2 separate regions of the Hordeum vulgare genome follow, and region 2 is linked to region 1. The links are chromatin contacts, called in public Hi-C maps. All regions are on one chromosome and are shown on one strand. Each heading gives the region's core, a stretch centred on a gene start, on an enhancer-like site or on the middle of the called end of the contact. The rest is flanking DNA. Distances are from core to core; before and after follow the strand shown.

What was found. Hi-C and Micro-C count contacts between places; a contact is called where the count stands out from the background.
Region 2: a contact with region 1 is called in a Hi-C map of leaf, with 2.9 times the contacts expected there. The contact joins the promoter of LOC123444349 here to the promoter of LOC123440225 in region 1. A contact is called at or near these places in 2 of 6 Hi-C or Micro-C datasets (both in leaf) and 1 of 1 datasets of contacts at active chromatin or transcription factors (embryo).

Annotation. Positions count from the first base shown.
Region 1 is chr3H:475,555,015-475,559,499 of MorexV3_pseudomolecules_assembly, reverse strand. It overlaps LOC123440225 (anthocyanidin 5,3-O-glucosyltransferase-like), which reads left to right and starts at 1,770. Exons shown (of 1, transcript XM_045116795.1): 1 at 1,770-3,791. The coding sequence starts at 2,213. The coding sequence ends at 3,688.
Region 2 is chr3H:476,103,540-476,107,970 of MorexV3_pseudomolecules_assembly, reverse strand. It overlaps LOC123444349 (reticulon-like protein B1), which reads right to left and starts at 3,142. Exons shown (of 5, transcript XM_045121037.1): 1 at 2,833-3,142; 2 at 2,196-2,376; 3 at 1,882-2,023; 4 at 1,719-1,788; 5 at 1,133-1,623. The coding sequence starts at 3,040. The coding sequence ends at 1,457.

The sequences.
Region 1 (4,485 bases), core at 521-3,020:
TCTGGTATGTTGAAATGTGGATTCAATTCTTTTCGAGTAACGTTTGATGGTCGGCTCTCGCACTCGTGTCTACGCATTGCCCCCCTATCCGCGAACGGATGCAAAAGTAAATTTGCGGGTTAACGTTTGATATGCCCTTAGGGCATCTCCAATGGCGACCCAAAATTTTCCTCTCGTATGAGGCCCGAACACACATGCGGGAGGCCGCCATCCATCGCTACCAGCATGCATTTCAACCCGCATTTGAACTAACTGGAGGAAATTAATGCAACCTTGTCGATATTAATCAAAGTTCGGATAGAAAATGGCACAAATCATCCATACATAGCATGCAAATTAAGTCTAATACAACAATGTCTCAAATTCGACTAGATTAATCGGATGTCCAATAGAAGTTTTTCATCAACACGCAACCGCTCTCCTCTAGGACGACATTGTTCACCCTAGAGTTGTTTGTACTCACATACACTCTGCCCCACTGTAGGCGATGGTCAAATGCCTTTGTGACAGCCGAAGATGTACAACAGCGGCGGAGGAGGTTGGGGATGCGGATTAAGGTAAGGTGAGAAAGGGCAAAGAGGAAGGAAATGAGACCGGGGGGATTGGGTGGCTGGGGGTGTTAGAGTCCTACACGTCTCGTGTCCGGACTCCCGCAACCCCCACCCCACCCACCCCTAACACACACACTTTGTCTCCAATTTACAGGGAAAACACGACAGGACCGCTTGGCGCACCGTTACAACCCCGCGTTGGATGACTTTCGCTGTCCGGATGTATGGGTGCGGTTTGAGGGTCGGTGTTGGAGATGCCCCACTGCGAGGGGCTACTTAAGGCTACCTCATAATTTCACAATCGTCCTGATAGAACCTGGCAACCATTGTAACAACCTATCATGAGACACCCCCTACATCTATATAAGATCATACAAGAAGGAATCATCTATAACACTAAGCTCTCTAGTTTTAGAGAGCACATATCCAATTGAGGTTTTCAATTAGGATTGGGTCACCCGATTTTGATTGGGTGAACAATTTCTCAAAGTTATCTCACTCAATTCTTTTATACTATGCAATATGCTCCCTAATTTTTAAATCCTCATAATTAATTGAGGTATTTAATTTAGAATTTAGTCGACCTGATTTTGACCGGGTCATCAATTTCTCAAGGGCTCTCCCATTCAATTCTTTCAATTCCTATGTTCTCATTTTGAAGCTTTTTCATTCAATTGAGATATTCAATTTTGGATTTGGATTACAATTTTAATCGGGCCAACTATTTTTCAAATCAATCAGCATCAACCTGCCTATAAAAACATATCAATCTCGCACGAAATATACATTGGTTAGCGGATAACACATAACCACACCACAAAAGTCCCATCGAATTACCGTATTATAAAAAAACACTCCATATCCCCCACGTGCCACACTAAGTATTCTATCAGTTTCAAAATATAAGGGTTTATTAGTTTTCTTAAAGTCAAATTTCTTTAATTTTGAGCAAGTTCAGATTAAATAATAACATCGACATCCACACTATTAAATATTTTTTTAGGAAATTCATTTCATAATGAATCTGATTTGATATTATGAATTTTGGTATGTTTCCTTACAAATGAGAATAAATTCAATATATTTGAATTTTAAAAAAACTAATTCATCTTATATTATTAAACAAAATGATTTTTTGAAGAAACCCAACAACACCAAAGATGCATCAAAAAGCGTTCAACCCTTCTATTTCCTTCGTTTTTAAATATAAATCTTTTTAAAAGTTACATTAAAGGACTGTTGTACATAGACATACTTTAAAATGTAAATTCATTATTTTGATTTGTATGTAATCACCTAATAGAATATGTAAAAAGACAGTAAGTATTATCTCAGAGACTCAGACCGTCGTGTCTTGAATCTATGTAAAATGTTTCGTGTGCCCACCGTTCTCATACTTCCGGTCCCGCGTCCCATCCTGTCAGCACTACTGTCAATTTCGTACACACATAATTCCATTATTACAGTCAGTACACTAACTAGGAGCGGATATACGTCTCCCTCCTTGTAGGTAGGTACGGGTTGTGGCCAGAAATGAAAGGCCATAGCATATTTAGCCTCACGATCCATCCATCCCCATATCCCCTTTCGCAGCCTCGTCATTACTACTAAAACAAATCTGTTACTCCCAATTCCTCTGCTTCCCACAGCCACGTCCTAGAATGAAAGAGGCAAACCAAGGAGCCGGCGACAGAGAGTCGCGGCGCACAGTCGTCATGTACCCTGCGCCCGGCGCGGGCCATTTGATCCCCACGGTGGAGTTTGCCAGGCTGCTCGTGTCGCATGGCCTCGCGGTCATCGTCGTTCAGCGTGGCCTTCCGGCCGGCAACGCCACCGTTCCCGCCTCCTCCCTGTACGGCAACGGCGACGCTTCAGCCAGCCCCTTTCTCTCTTTCCACTACATCCCGGAGCCGCCACTCCCGCACGGGATGCCGGAGGGCGACCATGTGGGCAAGGTTTTCGAGCTCAGCCGCGCCTCCAACCCCGAGCTCCGTGATTTCCTCCGCGCCACCGCCCCGGCGGCCCTCCTGCTCGACTTCTTCTGCTACAGCGCCGCCGATGTCGCGGCAGAGATCGGCATCCCGACGTATTTCTTCTTCCTGGGTTGCACGGCCAGCCTTGCGGTACTGCTCCACCTGCCCGTCATCCACGGGCAAAACGCTGTGAACTTGGGTGACCTCGGCGGCGAGCCCGTGAAGGTGCCGGGCGTCACTCCCATACCGGCGCACGACCTCCCCGCTGCTTTCCTCGACCGGAGCAGCGTGAGCTACAAGCATTTCCTCGCCGTGTCCCAACAGCTGTGCCAGTCGCATGGCGTTATCGTCAACAGCTGCCGCTCCCTGGAGCCGCGCGCCACCGACGCCGTCGCCGCCGGCCTCTGCGCGCCCCCGGGGCGCACGACACCGCCTTTGTTCTGCATCGGCCCGGTGGTGAAGTCCGAGGAGGTGGCTGAGAAGCAAGGCGAAGAGTGCCTTGCGTGGCTAGACACGCAGCCGGAGGCCAGCGTGGTGTTCCTCTGCTTCGGCAGTATGGGCCGGTTCAGCGCCGAGCAGATCAAGGAGATGGCGGCGGGGCTGGAGATGAGCGGGCAGCGGTTCCTCTGGGTCGTACGCAGCCCGGCGGGCGGCAACGGCAACGGCAACGAGCATCCCGGCGAGCCGGAGCTGGACGTGCTCCTCCCGGATGGCTTCCTGGACAGGACCAAGGACAGAGGGCTGGTGGTCATGTCGTGGGCGCCGCAGCGGGAGGTGCTCGCCCACGGATCGGTGGGCGGGTTCGTGACCCACTGCGGGTGGAACTCGGTGCTGGAGGCGGTCATGGCGGGCGTGCCGATGCTGGGGTGGCCGCTGTACGCGGAGCAGCGGATGAACAAAGTGTTGTTGGTGGAGGGAATGCAGCTAGGCGTGGCGGTGGAACGAGGCGAGGATGGCTTCGTGACGGCAGAGGAGATCGAGAGGAAGGTGACTTGGCTGATGGGTTCTGATGGCGGGAGGGAGCTTCGGGAGCGTACTCTGGCGGCCATGAGAGGGGCAAGGGAGGCCCTGAGCGACGGTGGGGATTCCAGGGCGGCACTGCTGCAGCTCGTGCAAAGGCTGAGCGCCCCCGATGTGACGGAGGAGAGTGTTTGCCAGCTGTAGCTTGTGCAACCGTGAATGAACAGGCTCTTTTTCTTTTCGAATCAATGATTACGAAAAACTGTCTTTATATATGACAAAACCTAATAAAGCGACAGATTTGCTATTTTTTGTTCGACTGAATTTATTTTCTGGACAGGTCCTTTCAGCACGTGAGCAACTAACCAACGATTATTAATTTAAAGGCCTCCCGCGATGGTCAATTTTTCGGCTTGGGAGAGCATCAAATGGTGCGTCGTGGTCAATTTTTCGGCTTGGGAGAGCATCAAATGGTGCGTCTAGCTGTGTGTTAAACGCTCTTCGGATTTTCGATGTTCTTCACTTTTTCAATTGTTTGCCTAGGTTTCCCCGGGTTTTGGAAGAAAAAAAATGCTATTATTGCTTTTTCATGCGAAGCACAACTGTGCTTTTAGAAGAAAAAAAAAACAAATTTATACCTGCACAAGAAACACAACTATGGGACAGCTTTGCTTTTGTTTCCACATAAAGAACTGTCCTACTTCTCAAAAAGAAATAGGTGTTAAAAGATGTAACATATATCCGTACAATATAAACGGTATATGATTGTGTTTAAGTTAGTTGTTAGAGATATAACTTGTATAGCAATCCAACAACTAATCTTGTAGATCTTTGTCACAACCTGGCCGGTGGCCTATATTAACACGTAAAGCGCCCCTGCAAAATGCAAGCGTTATCTCATATTTTCTACATGGTATAGAGAGCCTAAACTCTTCCAATCGCATCTATGTCTTCCTCCTCTACCGTCGCCGTCGCCATGGCCCTCCCCTCCATCGCCTCTC
Region 2 (4,431 bases), core at 1,893-4,392, 550 kb before region 1:
CGCAATATTTTACCGTGCAAAATCCAATTTCAACGGACTGTAGCAAATATGTCAGAATGTGCTAAAGATGCTCTAAAGCAAGAATGATGCCCACACCAACTCCGTGCACTTCTCACGCCCTTCCCACGGAAATAGTCCAAGTCTTCGTTGTAATTACGAAAAGATGGCACCCCTTAATAAACCAAACTCCGTTCATGAATTCCCTCCCCACTTTCACTCGTTCGCTCCATTTGACTCGAGAGCCTCACGTCTACCCATCGTACTCATAAGTCATGGCGTTGACTGTGATGTGACGATGTTGGTGTAATATACATAATGCATGTGAGGCGATAAATTATGGACAGTTGTGGAAGGAGTTTCTACTATTTGGGGAAATACGTTTGGAGAAAATCCATAGTGCTAAGTATCTGCAGCAGCTAATTAATTAAGTGTATTAATGACTCTTTTTTTAAATTGACTTGGCTGAAATACTACATTAATGACTATTTTCATATCTAATTAATGTTTGGCTAACTAACTACATTAAATACTATTTTCAAATTGATGAAATGCTTGGTTTCCAAATTGTTTTGGCATTATGTGAATCAACGACGTACTCCACCAACTTCTATTTAATATAGTATAGATACTTGCGAAGACGTTATATGATGATGAATTGTTAATCTATGATCAGATTATACATGTTGCTTTGAATAAACTATAGATGTATATTGCTCTCTATTTCATCAGTCTTGGCGAAATAGGAAGCAGATAAACTATAGAGGCCGTAAAATTTGAAAAAAGGAAATGGTCAGATCACTGCCACCATGTAATCTGAAACAACAAATGGTTAACTGTTGCAGCTACGACCAACAATGCTATCCAGACCTGGAAGATACACGATTTATACATGAATTGATTCAAACTTGATCCATTTAGAAAGGCTATAAAATAAAAGTAACATTCAATATTTGTGCAACACGGCTAGTGCATTTGTGATGCTTACAATGCTAGGAGGTCCGGCATCAATATAGGTGAACCCTCTGTTTGGAACCCTACATAAATACTTGGTGAAAATGTATCAAATTATCGAATTTCTTTTAACCAAATGAAATACTATCAATACCCATAAATGGAAGAAACAAAGAAAAACTCACCAAGCACAGGACTGGATAAATCACTAAAGCAGTAGGAGTATATCACAAAGTTCACTAGGCACTAGAACAATGATAATGCCATAACATTTCTGGCTCCCGGATAGAGTAACCATGCTGAACGTTGAAAAATAAGCAATAACGAAGATCAACACTTTTCAACTGGCATGACTCCACTTCACAAAAAGATCCGCAAACCACATCTATATGTACTAGTATCAAGTAGTATTAACTAGAAGACAGGCGCAATGACATAGAACCATCCTTCAAAATGAGGGACAAGTTGAGATTAACACGGATGGCGGCTGGGTAACTCATGTGATCTAGTGCTTCTTGTTTTTCAAAGCACCCTTCGGGATCTTCGACAGGACCTTCTCTTCAAAGATGGCATAATACTTCTTCAACTCGATCATGGCCTTCTCACCAAAAGCATCAACCTTGTCATCATACTTCTCATACAGAACTGGGACAGTGTACAGCACCACAAAGACTGCACTCGCAAAAATGATACATGTCCATTAATAACTTGCATTGGTATTCAGTGAACAGTGATGAAAACAAGCTTCCAGCACCAGTGATCATTACCTATATATGACAATGTCAAAAAGTTGCAGCAGCTCCCAAGAACAGAAAGAACCCAGAGCCCTCCAATCACCTGGGAATACAAAGAACATTCACATGTTCATGAGCAGGATCAAGAAAGCACCAGCCATTAATCATTGCGAAATTGAAGAGGTAAACAACATACAATGAGGAATTTCTTCAGATCACGACCATGACCAATCTCTCTCAAGGTAAACAGGCCCCGGTTGATCTCATGCCGCAGTGATAGGGCAATGTTTACAGTCAAGTCCTCCGGAATTTTCACCTCAGGAATGTTCGGGGGAGACCTAAAACATCATCATAAATACAAAGGAATATGAGAAGTGCTAAACAATCAGCAAATTCAAATGGCTAGTAAAGGACGGTGTGTGCAGGCATCACAATCAACAGCAGCTGGTCTAGCACTAGCATAAGTTCAATCGATTTTTTCCATCTAGATAGAAGTGAGGAGAAGCTCACTTGTGAATGAAAATGCAGACATTGGACCAGAGGAACAGGGTGGCCAGGGAGAGGATGAGGCAGTGGCCCACTAAGGTGAGCAGATGGTACTCCATGACCTCGAACAGCAGCCAGATGGCCGTAGCGCCAGCGAGCACCCCTCCGGAGATCTTCTTGTTCCTCCATAGAACAAGATCAGCAGCTGCAAGCAGAATGGAATAAATTTATAAAGCATTCACATCAGGCCAAAAACCCCGAATAAACATTTAGGCGATTAAGCATTCCAGATCTGTTCCACTGCCCCCAGATCGTCAGCAGCATATTAGGGGTTTAGAGTGACGACAAACTGTGCCGCCGCCGTTTAACCATGGCCATACTCGAATTAAGCACGCAAACCTTCAGTTTAATGCGTAAGAACTAACTCTAAACCCTCCAAGCAAGCTTTAGAACAGGCTGATGCGCTGTGAAATCACATAACCGGGGGGGTCCTATCGCTTCTTCCCATCCTAAAGCTACAGCTAGTTATGACTCCGTACCAAGCAATGAAGTAGCAACAGTTCGACAAGCGAGACGAAACGCGATCAGATCGAACCGGATCTAAGCACCAAACCATAATCAATTTCCGAATCTGGAACACGGAGCTCGTGGGGGGGCTTACGCTTGCCGCCGCCGAGGACGGCGTGGACGGGCTGCTCGCGGCCGAAGAGGCGGTAGATCTTGGCCTTGACGCCCGCCGCCGACCCCTTCTTGTCGTCGTCCGAGTCCGACGACGACGACGACGAGGAGCCCCCGCCGCCGTGGAACTTGTCGGAGATCTTGTCCATCATGGACTCCGCCACCGGCTCCTCCTCCTTGTGCTCCGCCATGCTCCCCTCTCTTCTCCTCCCACGCTTTTCTCGGTTAGTTTTCCTCTCCTTTCCTTTCCTTTCTTTTTCCCCTTTGCTGCGCGGTCACGCAAAGACCTCCGGGTGCGCGTAGCCTGGCGGCGACGCTTTATACGGCGCGCGACGCGATCGGGGCCGTCCGTCCGGGCGGCGCGCGGACGGCCAGGATGCGGGCAGGGGCGGTTTGGTTTGAAACTGGTAGGATTCGTCCACGCCGTACGCGACGCGCCCCAGCGCTCGACTTGGGTCCAGCTCTACCCTCTGGCTTAATGGCGAGTTAAGGCCGGGGCCCAGGTGGCAGCGGGACGAAGGGTGCGTGTGCGGGTGGACGGGAGAGGGGGTTAAGTTTGAAGACGCGGACGGGTAGGCGTCGTCATCGCAGGCACGTCGTTGCGGGACCCACGAGGGAGAAGGGCCGGTGGAGATCGCGAGGATGCGTTGGGCGGAACTGTGACACGTGGTGCGAGGCCGACATCCGTCGGCGCCCACGGTGGTCTTGTCGTCTCGGGAGAAGCTTCTTGGGCAACGACTTGGACGAGCACATAACTTGGTGGCTAAGCATTTTTCGTCCAGCAAAGGCTGATTCATGGACAGTACTGTTCATGGAGAATATTTTTTTGGACCGTCTATACGGTCAGGTACCTGAAACAATTTTCAGCGTCAATCCGTTTTTTCGGGTCCAACGGCAACGATCGGGCTTGCCACGTGTTCTTCTTCTTCCTTCCCCGTGCTTGACGGTTCCTCCTCCTCCGTGTGACCTAGCTCTAACCGACTGTCTGTGTCTTTCATAGCTAGTAAGCGTTGTGACGCACGTTCTTGCCGCACCACCCCTCGCTCGACTCCCCCCCCCCCCTTCCGTGTTGTCTATCGCCATCGACCATCCCTTTAGTCCATTCGATCTCCAACAACTCTGGTGACGACAACCGCATCCTCGCATCTGTGTAGTCAAGTGTCGGACTCGCTCCTGTTGGCTTTTGCCCGTTAACGGTTCAACCTCATCGGGGTCAGGGCTCCTCATTGTCGCTCCCCGTGTTGTCCCCGTCTTTGGCCTATCGTGAAAGCAGAACACACTAATGCGTCGAAATTTTCAGGTACTTGATGTTTGGCAAATGTGTTCTCTAATCCTTAGGATCTCCACTCATTAAAAGAACAGAGTTGTCCGATTAATTAACAGAAAACTCCCCAAAAAGTGACTCCGACTTTATTGCGGACGACGAACCAATAACTCTGAGACCAAACGAAGCACGAAAATCTTGCTCGCATATGTCAAATAAACAACTACAACATGTCAATGACCAGGAAAATCGGACTTCGCAACATGAGGAGCACACCTAGCATCATTACAGCCCTAGCCGCCCATCACGCGACATCGT